7 separate regions of the Mus musculus genome follow, and regions 1, 2, 3, 4, 5 and 6 are each linked to region 7. A link is a contact called in public HiChIP or PLAC-seq and promoter capture Hi-C data. All regions are on one chromosome and are shown on one strand. Each heading gives the region's core, a stretch centred on a gene start, on an enhancer-like site or on the middle of the called end of the contact. The rest is flanking DNA. Distances are from core to core; before and after follow the strand shown.

Evidence for each region. Promoter capture Hi-C pulls out the DNA fragments that hold promoters and counts their contacts. HiChIP or PLAC-seq counts read pairs in DNA pulled down with a chosen protein or histone mark.
Region 1: a promoter capture Hi-C map of liver shows a contact between it and region 7, with 4 times the contacts expected there. The contact joins the promoter of Drg1 here to the promoter of Nf2 in region 7.
Region 2: a promoter capture Hi-C map of pre-B cells shows a contact between it and region 7, with 6 times the contacts expected there. The contact joins the promoter of H2az2 here to the promoter of Nf2 in region 7. A contact is called at or near these places in 2 of 39 promoter capture datasets (maxillary cranial neural crest and pre-B cells), 1 of 484 Hi-C or Micro-C datasets (B cells) and 1 of 115 datasets of contacts at active chromatin or transcription factors (large pre-B cells).
Region 3: an H3K27ac HiChIP or PLAC-seq map of embryonic stem cells shows a contact between it and region 7, with 7 times the contacts expected there. The contact joins the promoter of Ppia here to the promoter of Nf2 in region 7. A contact is called at or near these places in 1 of 39 promoter capture datasets (pre-B cells) and 2 of 115 datasets of contacts at active chromatin or transcription factors (astrocytes and embryonic stem cells).
Region 4: a contact with region 7 is called in a promoter capture Hi-C map of pre-B cells, with 6 times the contacts expected there. The contact joins the promoter of Ogdh here to the promoter of Nf2 in region 7. A contact is called at or near these places in 3 of 39 promoter capture datasets (liver and pre-B cells) and 1 of 9 other capture datasets (adipose tissue).
Region 5: a contact with region 7 is called in a promoter capture Hi-C map of pre-B cells, with 5 times the contacts expected there. The contact joins the promoter of Tbrg4 here to the promoter of Nf2 in region 7. A contact is called at or near these places in 2 of 39 promoter capture datasets (neutrophils and pre-B cells).
Region 6: a promoter capture Hi-C map of liver shows a contact between it and region 7, with 4 times the contacts expected there. The contact joins the promoter of Zmiz2 here to the promoter of Nf2 in region 7. A contact is called at or near these places in 2 of 39 promoter capture datasets (liver and pre-B cells).

Annotation. Positions count from the first base shown.
Region 1 is chr11:3,265,002-3,267,784 of GRCm38.p6, reverse strand. Drg1 (developmentally regulated GTP binding protein 1) reads left to right here and starts at 1,322. Exons shown (of 9, transcript NM_007879.2): 1 at 1,322-1,516. The coding sequence starts at 1,475.
Region 2 is chr11:6,443,011-6,445,789 of GRCm38.p6, reverse strand. H2az2 (H2A.Z histone variant 2) reads left to right here and starts at 1,347. Exons shown (of 5, transcript NM_029938.1): 1 at 1,347-1,453. The coding sequence starts at 1,451.
Region 3 is chr11:6,414,580-6,417,279 of GRCm38.p6, reverse strand. Ppia (peptidylprolyl isomerase A) reads right to left here and starts at 1,413. Exons shown (of 5, transcript NM_008907.2): 1 at 1,301-1,413. The coding sequence starts at 1,369.
Region 4 is chr11:6,290,161-6,292,860 of GRCm38.p6, reverse strand. It overlaps Ogdh (oxoglutarate (alpha-ketoglutarate) dehydrogenase (lipoamide)), which reads right to left and starts at 1,264. Exons shown (of 23, transcript NM_010956.4): 1 at 1,168-1,264. It overlaps Gm46270 (predicted gene, 46270), which reads left to right and starts at 598. Exons shown (of 1, transcript NR_168687.1): 1 at 598-2,700.
Region 5 is chr11:6,624,683-6,627,417 of GRCm38.p6, reverse strand. It overlaps Tbrg4 (transforming growth factor beta regulated gene 4), which reads left to right and starts at 1,351. Exons shown (of 12, transcript NM_134011.3): 1 at 1,351-1,453; 2 at 2,205-2,269.
Region 6 is chr11:6,393,830-6,396,625 of GRCm38.p6, reverse strand. It overlaps Zmiz2 (zinc finger, MIZ-type containing 2), which reads right to left and starts at 1,501. Exons shown (of 19, transcript NM_028601.3): 1 at 1,338-1,501; 2 at 948-1,058; 3 at 754-868; 4 at 192-394. The coding sequence starts at 997.
Region 7 is chr11:4,848,004-4,850,805 of GRCm38.p6, reverse strand. It overlaps Nf2 (neurofibromin 2), which reads left to right and starts at 1,262. Exons shown (of 17, transcript NM_001252250.1): 1 at 1,262-1,934. The coding sequence starts at 1,821.

The sequences.
Region 1 (2,783 bases), core at 73-2,572, 1.6 Mb after region 7:
AAAGTTACACAGTTAGATAAAAGAAAGTATGCACCCGTGTCCAAAGCCCAATTAAACAATTACACAAAGCAAATGGTCGGTCCCTCTATGTCCCTCATCATCAGACCCATAAACAATTCTCCCCTCAGGGTTCAGGGGGATCCTCCCGATCTAAGTGTCATGAGTGAGTCCTCGGCATTACAGGAAAAACCTTCCTATGGGAACCATTCTTTTACCTCCCTTTTTCTTTTTTTCCCTTTTTTATTTTATTTTTTTCCCAGTTTTTCGAGATAGCTTTCTCTGCCTTGACTGTCCTGGAACTTGCTCTGAAGACCAGGCTGGCCTGGAACTGAACTCAGAGATCTACCTGTTTCTGCTTCCTGAGTACTGGGATCAAAGGCGTGCGCCTCTATCATCTGGTTTATCTACATTTCCTAGAATGTACTTTCTGGCATGGTGTGTGGTAGTCGAGGGTTGCCTTGAACACAGGAGATCCTTGGTCTCAGCACCACCAGGAGACACACTCCGGTACTTTTTTTTTTTTTTTTTTTTGAGACAGGGTTTCTCTGTATAGCCCTGGCTGTCCTAGAACTCACTCTGTAGAGCAGGCTGGCCTCGAAGTCAGAAATCCGCCTGCCTCCCAAGTGCTGGGATTAAAGGTGGGTACCACTACCCTATGCCTCTCTAAGTGTATTTCTAACAAACAGCCTAGAGAGTATAATGATAAAAGGCACAGTTCTATTTGTCCATCTGACAAATTCGGGACTCACTTCCAGTCACACTACGCTTTAGTGGCTGTAACCTTATTTTACACAATAAAAATGCTTTTATATTTATTTATGCATTCCCTTCTAATTTGTGCTAACATAATTTCCAACTTTTCAACATGATAGCTTCTCCAAGTAATGGCTCTCTCTGGAAGAGCTCATTCGATCCACTAACTGTGGCTCGTTGAGTGCCACACTCCTTCTTTAGGGTTCCTGGTAAACAAAGGATCCCTCAAAAATTGTGCCCCCCACCCCTCTGAGTCTCTCTACAACCCCCCACCCCTCTGAGTCTCTCTACAACCCAGGAAGCCGAGGTCTGTCCTGATGAAGAAAGGGAGCTTCCAAGTATCTGCGCGCACTCTGATGGTCGCCGGGTTTAGGTGCACGCTGGGCACGGGAGTCGAAGGGGCGAGCGCAGGTCCGGCGGGGTGGGGCCGAGCTGCGCGCGACCCTCGGCGCGCTCCGGGAAGTTGGCCCGAGCGACCGCTCTGGTCACCTCACTGCGGGCTCTATGACACCGCGCTGGCTGGCGGGACAGGGAGGAGTCGGCGGAGAAGGCGGAGACCGCCCATCTCCGAGAGCGTCGGCGCGGACTTCTCGCGGAACCGTGTCGCGAGCTTAGCAGATCCCGCGCTTGCGCGCTGCAGTGGTGGCCAGAGGCGCGGCGGGCGCGAGAAGGGGGACCTAACCAGTGTGGAGGCTGGTGTGGCCTTAAGCCCTCCGCCACCATGAGCGGGACCTTAGCGAAGATCGCGGAGATCGAAGCCGAGGTAAAAGGCGCAGCCGGCGCTTCTCTCCTGGCCCTTCTGCGGCGCTGCGGCTCCTCCGGTGTTGCGTCCGCGGCGTCAGGGCCTGGCTTCCACCCCTGTGCCACCAGCTGCCATCGCCCCCGTAGTCTAAACCTGCGCTGCCGCAGCCCCGTCCCCATGCAGCCCCTTCCCTCAGTTCCTCGGGCCTGGGCTTCTCAGCTCCCATCCGCCAGCTCCGTCTCTGCGCAACCTCCCACATCCCACACCCAGCACTTGCTCCGGTTTTCGGCGCATGTCTCGACATTATTTCTGTTTTTCTTGCTTTTTTCTCTGAGCCACACGACTTCTATATCCCAGACTCCGTGATCCGATCACGGGCTTTGAGGTCTTGTCCCGTTATTCCTTGCCCACTTGCCACTCACTGGTGGTCCCCTTTTACACGCCGTTGGTTGTGACGGTAAGATCTGGGAGTAAGTAGATTGTACCTGGATGGCGCGTCATCCCTGAGACCTTCAGGGCTTTTTAAAGTCCGTAATGTGACACCCTTCTTTTAGATTGGGTACCGTAGAAACGAATCAGCAGATGCATTTTAATTCCCTCTGTGGATAGAAATTCGAATGACCGTGGGTCCTTTCACGTTGGGTCTCGTTTGTTTCTTTTGTGGTGAAGAGAATGAACTGGAGAGGGGAGAGGGAATTCAGTTTATTTTTATGTTTCTGTGTGTGTGTGTTCAGCATTACTTAGGGGAATCGTTCTGTTCAGTCATGGTTTCTGGGATTGAGTTTAGGTCTTCCAAGTTTGGCAGCAAGTGCACTTGAGTGTGTCTATCTGGCCCTGGATTTTTTCCCTCTCTCCCTCCCTCTACCTCTCTCCTTTGTTTGGAGACAGGGTCTTGCTACATACTTCTGGATGTCAGGGATCCCATTGTGTAGATCACGCTGGCCTTGAACTCAGACAGATCTGCCTCTGCCTCCAGAGTGCTGACATTAGCCAGGCTTGGTTTTTCTTTTTAAAAAATACTTAGTTGCCTGTATCCTCTTCAGTCTGCAGTTTGCTGGATGCTCGTGAATATGAGCCATTTGGTCTTCCCCTGAAGCAGTATTTCAATAGACAGTTTGTTCACCTTCACCTCTATTGTGGGCGTCTAAGGATAAAAAATAATTCTTAGGTGGAGCTCAGGAGGCCGAGGCCAGTGGTACACTAATGAATTCAATGCCAACCTGGTTTACATAATAAGTTGTAGTACAGTTAGGACCACATAAAGAGACCCTGTGTTAAGAAAAATTAA
Region 2 (2,779 bases), core at 98-2,597, 1.6 Mb before region 7:
CTTGCTATACTCCAGACACACCAGAAGAGGGCAACAGACCCAATTACAGATGGTTGTGAGCCACCATGTTGTTGAGAATTGAACTCAGGACCTCTGGACAAGCAGTCAGTGAACCACTGAACCACCGCTCCAGCCCCATGTTTGTTTGTTTTTGAGAAAGGGTTTCTTTGTGTAGTCCTGGCTGTCTTGGAACTTGCTTTGTAGACCAGGCTGGCCTGGAACGCAAAAATCCACCTGCCTCTGCCTCCTGAGTGCTCGGATCAAAGACGTCACCCCACCCCACCCCACCCACTCCCCTCAAGTACTTGTCCATATATTTAAATGAATAATTCATTTAGAAGTTCATCCCTTCCTCGTTTAGCATTAAAATTATTTTTTCATAAAGACCTGCTCCAAGTTGCTTCTTCTGATGGAGGTTGATCTCAGAGCTATAGTCCCTGTCAAAAGAAACAATTCAAATTTTGAGACAGGTATTGTCTAGCTGGAGATAAATTTCTAAAACAATGGCTTGGAAAAATCCTACCACAAGAACGAAGTCTCAATACAACAACAAACAAACAACAACAAAAACCGTAGAAAACTATTTTGCTCACAACTAACTCCTACAACTGGTCTGTGCTTCCTAATGGGAAAAAAATTAAGCTTTGAAGCTGGAACCAGAACAAAGTCTAAGACTTCTGATGAAGGCTGTATGCAAATGACTACATTCACCTAAGTGCGTTTCTCTAGCTGAGAAATGGATGTGGCTCTCCCAAATCTCCCGGGCTCATTGATGATCACAAAAATAATAAAACCTTTTAAAGTTGTGTGAATGGGTTGGCGATAGCTAGAGAATTTAACTAGGTGCGGACTACGATATACACTTATTCCTAAATTTTCACAATAGCTTTTGCACAAAGGTAACTCTACTTTAGACATTTGACCCTGTGCTACCTAAACGTTCCCCTTAAACTTGTTGCAATTGAAGAAAAACAAAGCAAAGAAGTCCTGGCGGGCTCTGAAATGGGCGGGAAAGGCACAGCTGTGCCGAATCGCTCCAGTCTATTGGTTCACCGAGCTGTTGTTCCCAGCCTCCCGCCCCCGTGCGGCCGACAATGTTTTCATTGGCTTTCCTCCTCTCTCATTGGTTCATTCTTCTGTTCATCAGAAGTCCGCGCAAGGAGAGCGGCGGAGAGAGTGTCAATGTTTGGTCGGAGGGCCCACCTCCAAGGGCCGTGTGCAAAAAACAAACAGCGGTTAGGGAGGCGGCACCGGGAGGGCGGAGTTATGGCTAGAAGGAAGCGTACAATTGGCCGGCCGCCGAGGTTCAAACGAACAACGTGAGCGGCTATTGGTGGAGGCGGCGCGAGGCGGGCCCCGGGCATTGTCCCGCTCTGGCTGCGGCGGTCCGACTGCGAGAGCGGCGGCGGCGGCGGCGCGGGGCTGCAGTGGGCGTCGCGCGGCCGAGACCATGGTGAGTGCGGGGTCGCGCGTGGAGTGGGCGCGCAGAAGCCCCGGACGGCTGCTCCACCTGGGGGATCGGGAGTGGGCGGTGTCGCGCTTCGGAGCCGGAGTGCCCGCTGTTCCGGACTCCGCCGGGGGTTGGGGGGGCGCGCCGGACGCGGGAGGCAGAAGCAGGGGGGCGGGTGCTGCGCCGCACAGAGGAGGTCCGGCTGTAGCCCTGCGAGTTCTGAGGCTTCGGCTCAGGGTTACGTAATGCCCCCCGCTGAGGATCGGAGGAGTTCTGATCCTGCCCACCAGAACCGCTCGCCTCGTCAGCGGCTTGCCGGTTATTCTTTGGAATAGAAGTTTATTTACTTGGCTTCATCTTAAAGTATCTTTTCATTCTGTAGTTTAGATCTAGTTGAAAGTGACTTCTAAAGAAAGAAAGTGAGTAAAACTTTAGCCCCATTCTGAAATTGAGGGGAAAGTCCTAAAACCAATCGAGACCTATGTGTTTCACCAAGATTAAGGGGAGTGACGCTCTCTTTTTGGAATTATATTTCTGTCGGTATCCTGCTTGAAATATGCTTTCGCTGTTATAGAAATAGTAAGCCTTCCCAAGAAGGACTCTCTGCATGCACTTAGAGATTAGTTAAGGAAAAGCTCTTTATCTTTTCTTTGACGCTTGTCTGGCTGGGCTAAGACTCAAGCAAGAGCCTGCCTCCAACTGAAGAGCTTACTAATTTATGTACATTTTAGATGTGTGCATTCCACAGACTCTGTTATCCTGACATCTCTTTTGAGGTCCCAGGTTACACTTTGAACAATTTAAGCAGAGACAGGAGATTGCAAGTCTGACCGCTGAAGTGGATAGATTTATACATATTACTACATATGGCTAGGAGTATTTTTAAGTATGCCACTGTTCTTTTTCAAAGTTATTACCGAGGGTCATCATACCTACCTTGCAGAATTACAAGCTGGTTTATCTTTATCTGGGCCTAACTGCTGGTCATAGATCAGTTCTGTCTCCTTTGTCACGGGAATGAGTCTGATTGGGTGGCCCATCCTGGTGAACAGTTGTCTCCTAACATCCTAAGTTCCATGTTTTTAATTTGCAGGCCTGCTTAGCATACTGCTTATCTTCGAGGGGTTTGAGAGGCGGTCCACCTTTAGCTAAATTTCACTTGGGCCAATGTTTCCTGAGCAAATCTATTACTAAATCCATTGTAACATCAGTTTTATTACTTTGTGTTTCATCTACATTTTCACATGATAGGTACTTTATTTTTGGGTTTTTTTTTTTTTTCTTTTTCTTTCTTTCTTTTTTTTTTTTTTTCGGTTTTTGGTTTTTCGA
Region 3 (2,700 bases), core at 164-2,663, 1.6 Mb before region 7:
ATCAGCTCTTGACTAGATACATGCTGGGTGAGGGCTAATTAGAACCTAGTGCTCTTTTTATGTGCCTACCTACTATGTGTACCCAGCACTGTGGCAGGCGGGCAATCGGGAGATCTAGCTTTTGAGTTAAAAACTCACCAATGATAGCTTCTGGAGTTTAACAGTACAGACACTAAGTAACATATTCCACTATGGCCTAAGGGCTAGTACTGAGGCTAACAATAATATTTAATTTTGGGGTTTTTTGTTTTTTTCGAGACAGGGTTTCTCTGTATAGCCCTGGCTGTCCTGGAACTCACACTGTAGACCAGCGTGGCCTCGAACTCAGAAATCCGCCTGCCTCTGCCTCCCGGGTGCTGGGATTAAAGGCGTGCGCCACCACGCCCGGCTGAATATTTAATTTTGTAAAAGAAAAACGCCAATTGTTTAGGGTACTCTAATTACTAACTGATCTTTAAGCAGCCACTTAACCTCCAGAACTAATTAAGTAGGTAACTACTGGCAATCCACTTTGGTCAATGCAAACTGCAGCGTGGCCAGTCATAACATGCCTGTCTCACTGAGGGTAATAGGGAGGGGTTCAGAGCGCCTCCCCCGCTGCGCCATCACTGCGACAGGAGGCGGTCCTTGGGCACCAGCAAAAGCCAAGCCTTTCTCGTTTCCGCTCGGGGGTGGGGGACGCGGAGGGGTATTTTGAGCCTCCCTAACCAAATGTGGCTACTTCGGACCAAATGGCCAAAGGTTCAATTCACACTCAAGTCTGCTATAAAACGATTATTTTATATTCTTCGTAGGAACCACTAGGTTTAGGAAACCACTAGGTTTAACCGGGCTAACGAGCACGTCCGGGCTCTCCGAGCCTTCGCCCCTGAGACCTTAGGCAGGGTCCCTGCTCAGATCCGAGTAAAAGGCTGTGGGGCTCCGGAAAGCAGGCTGGGAAGAGGCCCGCGGGGCTGCAGCGCCGCAGCGGAGCAGGGCGGGGCCCAACGGCTGGGAGAAGGGAGAGGCGCGGAGCACGTGCGCCCGGCCTCGCGGGGCCCCACAGGACGCAGCCACGTGCGCCTGCGGGGAGGCCGGGACGGGCGGGGACGGCCCCCTCCCCCAACGGCCGCGCCCCGCCCGGCTTTGTCCGCAGCCCGCCCAGCCTCCCCGCGCCTCGCCAGCCTCCCAAAATGGCCCCTCGTCAGGAAATGGCGCCGCCACCCGCGCTCGCTCCACCGGAGGGTCGGGCCGCGCCCGAGAGAGCCTCCCCCTCCACAGCTCCCGGGACCCCACCCTGGAGCACCACTGCCCACCCGACCTCGAAGGAGACGCGGCCCAAGGGCTCGTCATCGGCCGTGATGTCGAAGAACACGGTGGGGTTGACCATGGCTGCAGCAAGCGGCGAAAAGCGACAGTGGCGTCTGCAAAGCGGCACGAGCCTCGCCGCGGCTTCCTTTATACCCGGTTCGGGCCCCGCCCACCACCGAGTCGCGCGCCCGGACCTGGATCAATCACAACTGCTTTCCAAACGGAGTGACGGCGCGACAGGCCTATGGGCGGGCGCGGGCGCGGGTGGGGCGGGGCGCGAGGCGCGCGTGCGCTGTAGCGCGCAGAGGCAGGTTCCCGCCCGCGGGCTCCTACTAGATGGTTGCGGCGCGGTCGGTGGGGGAAGAGTCCGAGGGCAGTTAGGGAGGGTGGCCACGCAATCTGGCTGTCCTTAGGAACGCGTCGGGGCCCCTGGTCTTCCCCAGTGGTACCGCGTATCTTCCCATTGCACAGAGCAAGTAACTGAGGCAAACATGGTCCTCAAGGTCGAGCGGCCCTTCAAGGTCGGGCGGGGTCCTGAGGCGCTGCCCTCTCTGCGGAAACTCGAACAGGCAGGCATCCCTGGGCCTAGATCCAGGACCCACACCGTCATTGTGCAATGGCAACCGCTTCCTGATAGGTCCCTGTGAGCGCCTCCGTTTTCTTAAACTCTGGGGAACGGGCACAAGCAGCCCCCTCATTTTAAAGATTATGAAATACTTTTTAAATGTCCTACTTTCCAAATATATCTTGTGTTTTCTCCAGGAGGAAGCTATTTAAACACGATCCTGGTCAGAGTCTACCTGTAATTTTTTTCTCCCCGACCCCCAATACCCCAAGGTCTTCTCATTTCCTCATGTGGCCTAAGGCGTGCTCTCAAAGGCTTCACACGCCTGTAAATCCCACCTCTAGGTAGATGGAGACAGGAGGATAGTGAGTTCCATACAGCCTGAGCTGTAAGTGTGAGGCCCTGCCTCATAAACAAAGCCTGAGTATGGGAAAGTCGGTGCTGTGGAAGACCCTTCACCATAGCGTCTGCTGGAGTTGGCTCCCGAGCTGTAAGGCCTTTAGACACAGAACCTCAGGAATGTGGGTCTGGCCATGCCTTATTTGGATGAATCAGACCAAAAGCACATTAGGTTGAACTACAAAGAGTTTTGATTTGCCAAACTGGAAAATTCTGTACCAGTGTGCTTTGTGCATATAGCATCATGTAAACCTGCTTTTCTCAAAACTGTTAAGTGCTTGCAGGACAAGCTCAAGGACCTACCTGCGTTTGGATCCCCAGCACCTATGTAAAAGCCAGGCCATTGGGAGGAGTCTGTAAGTCCAGGCCTGGAGGCAATGGAGACTGACTGGTTAGACAGTCTAGGCAAGACTGAGTCAGTATAGTGGATAAGGTAGAGACAGGGA
Region 4 (2,700 bases), core at 15-2,514, 1.4 Mb before region 7:
CACAAGTAGGGCCTGTAAGGGCAATGAAATCCACAGAAAAGCTGGGGGAAATTTTTACTTCTATTTTTAGTTACACGCTTCTACTTAGGGTGATGAAGACCAGTTGCACATTCGCAATAGCTTCACTATATACAGATAACACTTACGGACGTAGAGACCTCCATCGAATACAGGTTGACCCCACTGACCCCACTTGGGCCTGTAGAGGTGTTCCTTGAGTGACCTTTTGACGTCAAGGATCTAAAACTCCACCCTCCAATGATGCTTAACGCCGCCATTTTCTGATCTTACAGTCAGGAAGTTGAGTTACGCATGCGCACAACACCTAGCCCGTCACTTCTCATTACCTTTAATCCCTTTTCCACACCTCACCCTGCTCCTTCACCGTGTAGATACTCAAATGCCCTACACTCCGCTCTCCTGTCTTTACATGGTATCCACGTGAGGATTCTTGCCGAACCTGTCACTTCAGAGACTGGCACACTGCTCGGTGGGCAAAAGAAACATGATCTGGTAACTCATGCGAGGGCACAGTAGCAGGCTTCCCAGTCACTCTGGGTATAACTCACATCTGTCACACACTCTCGCGAGGAAAGCGGTGCGTGGATGGTGTTTCTAGGGAAACCAGTGTCACCTTGGCCGACAGCCTGGTTTACCTCATACCGGCAGGTGGGGCTGCCGCAGGCACCAAGGTCAGCGCCGTGTCCGGGCACGGCGAACACAAGGACGGCGGCCTGCTGGGGTCAGCGCACGCAGGACAAAAGAACGCGCGCGGGCCAGAGGGAGCGACCGGTCCACGTGACACGCCGCGACCTTGGGGCTCTCCCGGGCCGCCAGGCCACCTACTCCCTAGCCCGCCACCTTCGCGGCTCCGCCGCCAGAGCCAATAGCGCTCGGCCCCCCGACCCCCGGCGCAAGTCCGCGTCCGCCAATCTCCGCCCGCCTGGAGGACCCTGCCACGCCATTGGCTATAACGTCTGTCCGTCAGGTCTCGTCCCCCGCCCACCATCGCCGCCCTCCGCCAGCCCGGCTCTGTCCGGCTTCACGCCCGTCACTCAGGCACTCCGGAAGCAAGGACGCATAGGCCTCACCCTCGGCCGCGAGCTCCGGGTGTCAAGCGCCGAGCCTCCCAGCCCTGGACGGAGCCCGTCTGCCGCACAAGGTTACCTGTCTCCCGTTCAGCTCCACCCGAGTGAAGCGCCGACACCACTCCGGGCTCCAAACTCTCAGCCCCGCCCCGGCGTGTGGCGTCAACGCGTAGCCCGGCCCCAGAGGAGCGGCCTGCAAGACAGGCTGTGGGCGTGACGTGACGTCACAGAATTGGGTTTCAGTCGCTCGCTCGGGCTTCGCGCCAATGCAGAACTTTGCATCTGGCCAAAGCCAGCCTGTTGCTCACTGTCTTTCGGCTGTCATTAGCAGTTACACGGGAGACGCTTCCGAAGCTTGTTAAGAACCTGGTACATTCAGGGCGTGGGATGCCGTCTGATAATTGAAGCGTTTGGCGGGCCGAAGCAGGAGCGCTGCGACTTTGAGGCCCACGGGCTTTGTATCCAAAACAAGCTGCCCTAAATAATAGTTGGGTTGGTAAAATGTATCCCTGCACAAAATAATTTGAATAACATGAGTGACTATTTTGAACACTTGTTTTGCAGCAGTCCTTATGAAGATTAGTTAGCGAGGTCTAATGTGACTTGGTTGTCATGCGACTTGGGTGTTCCTGCTAGTATTCTGACAGGAAGCTGTGCTGGGGTCCCCCTGGATCTTCCTGGCTCCAGAGCCTGCTCTAAACAGACAAAATCCACTAGTTAACCTGTTACACTTCACTAATATGAAATGTTCCCCGTGTCAAAATGTTAAGCCAGAGCCTGGCTGTGTGAGTGCACACCTTAAAGCAGAGCACTCAGAAGCAGAGGCAGGCTCATCTCTGAGTTTGAGGTCAGCCTGGTCTACAGAGAGAGTTTCAGGGCCACATAGAGAAACCCTGTCTTGGGAAACAAAATAAAAAACTAACAAAAATATTCAGCCAGATTTTGCAGCACACACCTGCAATTTCAGAACAGAGAAAAACTGACCAATTGGGAGGTCAAGATGGGCTACATAGAGTTCTTGTGGGCAGCCTGGGCTACACAGTTGGATCAGGTCTCAAAAAGGAGAGTGGTTCATTTCATACTCATGTCTTTTGTTGTTGTTGTTTGAGACAATGGCATGTAGCTGAGGCTGGATTCAATTTCATAATGTAGGCTGACCTTGCTCTGTTTCTTTTACCTGCATATACCAGGTGCTAGGACTATAGCTATAAGTCCCATGCCCAGCTTCATGCTCATGGCCTTTAACTCTCCGCTTGTTTCTCTTTTTTAGCAGAGTAGTTTTTGATGGACAGCAATACAGACTGTCAGTTTATCCTTGCTATGTATGGCAAATGGCACCAGTGCTGGATGAGCTGGCTGGAGAGTCCTTTTGCTCTACTGAAATAGAAGTCACAAGTAGTCACAAGTATGCCAGAAGCTCTTCAAGCTTTGGTAGCAGTGATAGGCCACAGTACAAGGGCAGAAGCATCAGCAATGGTACACGTGAGTTGTCCTCCCATGGACCTGGGGTATATCGTCCTAAGAAGCCTAAGGGCTAAGAAGCCAAGATTCCTCAGCCCACAGTTAGAACTTGCTATTGCAGCTTAAATGTGGCCTAGGTACTCAAATCCCT
Region 5 (2,735 bases), core at 102-2,601, 1.8 Mb before region 7:
ATATCTATATTATCTCTGACCTTTTTGAGCTAAATTTTGAATTCAGCATGAGACTCTTAAACAAGAACCACCAAGGTAAAGCTAGTGTGGCAATATAATGCTAGCTACTGTAAGGCTAAAGCAAGAGAAGCTTCCCTGGATAATTCAGCAATCTTTTATTAACAAGAACCAGCGTTTACGCTTGATTTTAGCCACAAAGGAGAGAAGTAATACACTCTTACAAACATAAAGATTTTTCAAGGAAAATTTTAAGTTAAATTTTCCTTTCTACAAAATTAGGGCCAGCAGGATAACTTAGTGGGGACCTGGGGGTGGGGGTGGGGCATGTCTTTTGTCCTGCACTCCAGAGGCAGAAGGAGGGGGATCTCTGTGAGTTCAAGACCAGCCTGGTCTACACAGCGAGTTCCAAAACAGCCAAGGCTACAAGGAGAAACGCTGTCTAGGAAAACAGACAGTTAGTTTAGGGGCCACTTGACTGTGAGTTCAATTCCCAGATCCCACATGATTGGAAGAAACAAATTTCCCCAAGTTTTCCTGTGATCTCTTCATGCACACATACACCTTTGTCCCAGAGATGCCGTCTGTGGTTTCCTAGCACTGGGATTACTGGGAAAACTCACCTCCCAACCATCCTACCCAGCATTTTGTACTATCTCCTCAGTCCTGCCGTGCGCTAAGGCAGGGCCTTCTCCAGGTCGTCCCGGCTGTCCTAAACTTGGTATGTAGACCAAGCTAGCCACGACCTCAAAGATCCTTTTTCCTGTCTCCTGGCTGGGGTTTTAAGGTGTGTGCCACCACGCCCGGCTATTCTGCTTCTTGATGCAGGGCCTCCACAGTAGTACAGGCTAGCCCTCGGCCTCCTGCCTCCATTACTGAGATTACAGCAATTTATCGGTGTGCCGTTGTATACGGTATGTCCTTTACTTGTTTAATCTAGACAAACTGCTTGCATTTCCGAAAAGACCTTCAGCTGGAGCTACAACTCGCTTCTCTGTAATTACCCGACACCTGGCAATGCCTTCCCGCCCCGAACCCCAAAGTCAACACGGCGGTCCCAACTCACGCCTCTCCTACAGGACCTGTGAAAGGCCCAAGGGAGTGGGGCAGAACGGGCTGACATCAGAGTCGCTACCCAAACTCCGCACAAGTAGGAGACTCTGGCCCGACGTGCCCTGCCGTGTAGAATTCACCCTCTCCTTCCCGTCTACGTTTCCCACGACCAGGATCTCACTACACTTCCCAGTACCGGAAGCCTGAGCGCAACAAAGATGGCGACTGCGGAAGGGGCGGAGGGCGTGGCCTCCGTCCGGGAGCACTGGGCCACCTAGCTTCCGGCGGCGCGCCAGTGACGTCAGTGAGCGCGCCAGGCCGCGTGGAGGCCGTAGGCTGATGGAGGTCAGTGAGGGTGATCGCCGCCGCAGTCTGGCGTCCTGGAGAGACCGGGTTTCTGAACGTGGGTATCCGAGACGGGAAGCGTGGCTGGGAAGGGCAGCAGTTAGTAAGGACCGGCGGGGCTGTTGTGGGGGGAGCCAGGAAAGGGACTCTCGACACCGTGCCCCAAGGGCGCTGTTCGGTTGCAAATTCGGTTCCGGGCTGCGATTGCGCACGCGCTCCTCGGCCCGCGGTAGACACGAGGCCTATCCCGGGAAGCTCCGCTGCCCGCAGTGACCCTTGGCGTCCCCTGCCAGTCACTTTTCGTGTTTCTGCATTTTAGGTTTCAGGGTCGATATTTACTTAGTCGCAGGTCTTGAAAATCGGTAGTTTGCCAGTGCTTTTTTTTTTTTTTTTTTTTTTTTTTTTTGGTTTTTTGAGACAGGGTTTCTCTGTGTAGCCCTGGCTGTCCTGGAACTCACTCTGTAGACCAGGCTGGCCTCGAACTCAGAAATCCACCTGCCTCTGCCTCCAAAGTGCTGGGATTAAAGGCGTGCACCACCACGCCCGGCTCTCCAGCGCTTCTTTACTGTCTGGGTTCAGTAAGTGATGGATATTGGGTTTGGGCAGATGTCCCCCTTCTGAACCATATTTTATTTCCGTGTAAGTATAATTAAGCTAATCTTTTTACAGCTGCAGTAATGTGTTCACATAACAGTAAAATTAAGCTAGCTATATACCCGAATCCCGGAAGCAGAAAAAATTGAGGTGTTTTCTCCTTTAGTTGAAGCAAAGTCCAGTAACTTGTCTCATTTGGTTCTATCTCACCTTAGGGAACAAGACTGGCAGACTTGCCGAAAGAAACGTCATGTGGTTATGTAGCGTGTTCTCGAAAAAGGTAACATTTTGCAGGACTTAGAAAAAGGCAATGCCGTGCCCTGTGATTGGCAGAGAACGCAGTAGCCAGTTTTGCATTGTGAGATAAAAGTGTGAAGTGTAGTTGGAACAGAGCCTGTATTGTAGGGGTTGGATTAAGATTGGCAAGGTGGTGACTCTGGGTGGTGTTAGGGCTTGTTTGCGGTGATCGATTCAATTTGTGAGTTTTGCTTTAAGGGTTCTGGGGTGTGACTCAGTTGGAACTGCTTGTCTAGCTCACATAAAGGCCTAGATTTGATCTTCGGCACTGAATAAACCAGGAGTGATTGGCTATCTTTAATGTTAGCACTTGGGAGGTGGCCGCAAGAGGAATAGAGAAGTTCAAGGTCATCCTTAGCTATGTAAAGTAATTGTAGTCTTGTTTCTTTCTATGTATATAAGTGAACACGGGGACACATGCAGGCACACAGCCCGGGAGAGAGTCAGGT
Region 6 (2,796 bases), core at 252-2,751, 1.5 Mb before region 7:
TTTCTCTGGGACACACAGCACTTCTTCCATTCTTTTTTATTTTTTTTAATTTTCTCTCCCCTCCCTCCACTCACTTCTTCCATTCTCAACAGAACTTCCACTGTAGCTACTAGAGACAGTAGGGGAGGAGCAGGCAACATCCAACCCTTCTGCAGGACTGACAGGCTGATGGTTTCAAGTCACTGGCTTACCCAGTAGTGAAGCTGGATCCCCCAGGGTAGCTCCCTCGGCCATACACGCCTTGCTGTACGTAGCTCTTGCTAGCACCTCCTTCAGCAAACGCCTGCTGTCCCAGGCACTGCGGGGAGGTCAAGGCAGAGCTGCCACCTGCCACACCAGGCATCATGGAACCACCAGGGGGGCTTCCTGCAGGGCCCATGGGGTTCCCTAAAACCTACAAGGAAGTGGGAGTCACCAGAGAGAACCAGCCAAACTACTGTCTTTAAGACACAGCCCTAAAGTGCTAGATGCCAAGAGATGCCCAGCAAATGGGGGAGGACCTGGGTGGCAGGAGTGGTTGTCTATAGTTCTGACTGGAAGGGTCTCTGGAGCCAGGGGAAGACATCCCATGGTAGTACAGAAGAAAGGCACCTAGTGACTTGAGACCCTCAGGAAGCCCCATCCTTGTGCTTCAGACAGTCCGCTTGGTCCCTGGTTCTTGGAGCCCTAAGATGGTAGAGGCACCACCAAGACTCTGGATCCTGAGGGCTGGGGGGTGGGGGTGGGAGTGGGGTGGCCCTGATACACACTCACCTGGCTCTGGGTTGCGTTGCCAACTCCCCACACAGTAGTGACCACAGACAGTGACCCAGCTGGCTGAGTGGCACTTTGTTGCCAAGGCACAGACTCATATGCAAATGAACCATCACTAAAAGAGAGCAGCTGGTTAAGGCAGGGTCAGAAGGCCAAGGGCTTGCTAGAGGCAGGCCACAGAAGCCCACACTCACCCGTGTGGTGCAGGGGGCAGGGCGGGTTTCATGGGGTTCATGGGGTTCATTGGTGATGGAGCAGCCTACAGGCCCAATGTGCTGGAGCTTATCCGGGAGTTGCTGCTCCGGCTGCGGGACAGGAGGGAGAAGGCAGGAGCTTAGATGCTCATGGTAGCACGGACAAAGCCAGGGTAGTAGCGTTGGCAAATGTCAGCCCAGAATGCAGTGCAAAGCAACTCTAACAAGGGCTCTGTCATCTTAAGCCATTGGATCAACCCTGGAAAGGGCTTTCTGATATCAAATACTTCCCACATTCCCTTTCCCATATAAATCATAGGAAGCCAGGAACCCTCAGCAGGCCCTGGAGAAGGTCAGAGGGGTAGCCCCCACCCTGCGGAGCCCAGAGACCTGAGAAGGAGCAGAGCTTGAGTGTTCTTTGAGGCAGATGCTGAAAAGTCAGGCAGCAGATGTACAACGGCAGTCCATCCACCAGGTTGGCCTTAGGGTGGCTGTACCGACACGGCTGACACAGGACACAGGCACTGACCCAGCCCCTGGTTGGCAGCTCTCTCCTATCAAGAGGGTGGCAGAAGGGCTTCAGGTCACAGGACCTTCAAGCTGATCCAGACGACTTGAGGGGAGCAGGCGTGTGTGTGTGTGTGTGTGTGTGTGTGTGTGTGTGTGTGTGCGCGCGCGCGCGTGCGTGCATGTATGCATGCATGTAGGTGCACACACACACACACATACACACACACCCCTGAGACAAATATGACCTTAAGTATATGGTCAAGTGGACATCTTGCCCCCCCCCAAAGACCCATCTGTGACACTTGTGAATTCCCAACATGGCAGTGACACACACAGCACAGCAGGTGTGGGGGGTAGTCACAAAGCCAGACCATGCTAACGCACATCTACAAGATGGGACCAACTGGGCTTCATTCTTAGAAAACCGTAGCAGTGGCTGGTGGACAGGGAGGCAACAGCAGGTAAGAGCAGCGACTGGTACAGAAGACTCCCACTCCTTGCCTTTCTCAGTGCCTCATCCACTCAGGTCCTAATATACCCTGGACCACATGCGTGCCTACCTCTGCTTGGTCTCACCAGAATGGCACACAAGCCATGTGTTGGGCACTTCTCAGGGACCTCTGGGAAGGCCTGGGTGCTCCTGTCTGAAACCCTCTCTTGGTAGGGGCTGTGTGATTGCCACACATACCTTTTGAACCATTATCAGATCTGGTGATTTCCATCTTCCACTCAGCACTCACAAGCCTCTTGTCTAGGGGAGAGAGGGGTATCGCAGCACCCACTCAGCTCTGGAACAAACATTTCTTTGTGCTTACCACTCAGGGCTCAGTACAGACCTGGAGGCTCTGCAGGGCAGGGCTACACACACAAAGCCCCAGAACGGATAAGAGAAAGAGAGAAAAGGGGACTGTGACTTGCCCTTGCCTGGGCAGCCTTAGGCTCCCAGAGATCCTTCTCACACCCAGCACCAGGCTACCAGGGAAGAGAAACCTCATCCACCTCATCCACAGGCTCTGTCCCCTGGCCCTCAGAGGCAACTACACTTGATTCTAGCCCAGGCCAGGTCCTGCCTAGGCAGCTGGAGACAGAATGTGCCAGACTGGCAGCAGAGGCTGGCATCTATGTTGCTCCTGCTGGATCCTGGCAGCTGACCTGGTGGGAAGAACTCCTCCCAAGATCTGACATGTGGGGTCTGGAACAACCATGTGGATGTCAGGAAATAGGAACAGGAATCAAGACAAAAGCACGACTTAATGGAAAAGAGAAGAGATGGGAAAATAGCCACACAAATACTCCCAGAGACACCAAAGCAATTCAGTGGAGGAAGGACATCTCTAAC
Region 7 (2,802 bases), core at 13-2,512:
TGTGGTGCTTTGACTAAGAACGGTCCCATAAGCTTATATTTGAATGCTTGGTCACCAAGGAGTGGCCCTATTTGAAAGAATTAGAAGGCTTAGGAGGTGTGGTCTTGTGGAAGGAAGTCTATCATTAGGGGTGGTTTTTGAGGTTTCAAAAGCCCATGCCAAATGGTTGTCTTGCTTTCCAAGCCTGCAGATCAGGATATAGCCATCTCTCAGCTACTGCTCCAGTACCATGCATGCCACCATGCTCCCTACCATGCTGATAATGGACTAAACATCTGAAACTGTAAAGAAGAAAAAGTCCCCAATTAAATGTTTTCTTTGATACGAGTTGCTGTGGTCATGGTGTCTCTTCACAGCAGCAGTGCCTGGGGAATGTATCTTTAAAACAAGTAAAAACTCTACAAATCCCCAGAAAGTTGAAATTTTCCTAAGCATATTATACATTTGATGACGTTAAGCTACAAGTACTCCAAGTATGTAGCTTGGAAATTAAAACAAAACAAAACAAAAAAACCAAACAAAGGAACAGAGGGTAAAATGAAAATTCTTGCCGGGCAATAGTGGCGCACACCTTTAATCCTCAGCACTTGGGAGGCAGCAGCAGGCGAATTTCTGAGTTCGAGGCCAGCCTGGTCTACAGAGTGAGTTCCAGGACAGCCAAGGATACAGAGAGAAACCCTGTCTCGAAAAACTCAAAAAAAAAAAAAAAAAAAAAAAAATAAATAAAATTAGCTTTCTATATGTATTAAGCAAGTTTCAATTCCTCAACCACCTAGTAAGGTAAGGACTATCATGAATTCTGTGGTTATTCTAATTCTCTTAAAAAGAAGTTGAAGGATCTGGCAGGCAAGTCGGGGCAACTTAAGCGGCCTCACTTCGTGTTTTTAAAGTTTGAAAAATATTGAGTCAGCATATATAATTAAGTGTCAAAAAGGAATTTCGGCCGGATGTCCCAGATACGACTGAAGCTCTGGTAAGACGCTATAAATGGGATCTCTCACTGACTGCAACAGTACCTCGTGCGGTGCAGTCCCGGCCTCTACAGGTTTCCCGGGAAAGGCGCCGCCCGCTCCTTCTCAACCAGTCTTGCTAGAGTAGGAGTATACTTTAGGAACAAAAGCGCTCGGAGTGACCGCATCTACAGCCACTCAACGCCGAGAACAGACCGGCGGCCCTCGTTCAGTGCAACTTTCAATTGGTGGAGTAGGCCTCCAGGAGGCGGGACGAAGCGGAAGTCCCGCTTCCTTTGGCGTTCCTGCCAATCACAGTATCTTAGAGAAAAAAGTGTTAGGGTGAGTCGCTGAGTAGCGTAGTGGGAGTCCGGAGGGCGGGGCGGGGCGGGGATCCGGCAGGTCGCTGAGGTGGGGGTTGGTAGAGGACGCTTCCCGAGGGCGCGCGGAGCGGAGCTGGTGACAGACACGCACGCGCGTGTGCGCTCCCAACTACTGCGCGGCCCCGCGACCCTCGGGGGTCGCTGAGAGGCCCGGCGTCGGCGCCGCAGCCGTCTAGGATTTCTGTCCAAAGGCGTCCCTGGCGTCCCCAGCCCGAAGCTCCAAGCTCGGGGCTGCGCGTGCTTTTGCCGGCATCTCCCCCCGACCCCCCCGTCGTCAGAGACTGTCCCTTAACTCATCTTTCCGCACCCACAGCCGGGTCCTCGCGGCCCATGCTGGCCGCTGGGGACCCAGGCAGCCTAGGTCTGTCTCGGGCCGGCCAGCCGGCCACCATGGTGGCCCTGAGGCCTGTGCAGCTACTCCAGGGGGGCTAAGAGACCCAGAACGCGGGCCTAGGGGTGAGGGGATCCAAGGCCGGTACCTCGCGCCATGGCCGGAGCCATCGCTTCTCGCATGAGCTTCAGCTCACTCAAGAGGAAGCAGCCCAAGACATTCACGGTGCGGATCGTCACCATGGACGCCGAGATGGAGTTCAACTGCGAGGTAACCGGCCGCCGACCCCGACGGGCTGTGAGTGGAGAGCCGCGGAATCTCTGCCTGTCTGGTGGCAGCGACGCGGGTCCCTACCCATGGGGTGCCCTCGCTGTGGTGACAGTCGAAGTGCAAGCTTAAGGGATTCCGTATATATCATTATCTGGAACCGGAAGAGGCTTTCTAGGGCCAGATCACAAGTTAAAGCTAGTTGTTTGTTTGCTTGTTTGTTAAAGTGGGGTTCTTGGTTTTGGCATTTCCCGAAGGTTATTTTCATTCATTTGTTATTGGGAAACACTGGAATCTTCCGTAGAAACGAACCGGTGTGCAGTGTGTAGAACTCGCGCCTAAAACTCCAGGGAGTTTTTCGCTAGGTATTAACTGTGTACCCTAGGTCTTAAAAGTTACATCTAGTTATATTGGAAGCTCGTACTTTTCCCTGTTCCAAAATTTTCAGTTTCTGGAAAAAACTCTTTGAGGAAAGAGTGTCTTACATTTACTCTTTATAGTTTCTAACATGATGATAATAGCTATCATTTTGTTGAAGAGTGTGTATGTGAGTGAGTGTGTGTGTGTGTGTGTGTGTGTGTGTTTGTGTTTTCAGGGCCTTGTGTATGCTAGGCATGCACCCCATCACTGGGTTGTATCCACAACCCTGAACACTTGCTAAGTGTCAGACATTTACACATTTGACTCTCAAAAAACAAACAAACAAAAAAGCAAAGCAACAACAAAAAAGCCAGTCAGATAGGTCCTGTGCCACTGGAATATACTTGGTTTGCTTCCCTAGCCTATTGCTTTTAAAATCCTTGGAATCGCCAAAGTATTCGTTTTCTTTTTGTGTGTTAATGAGCTGGATGCTGTTGCCATGCTATAGTAG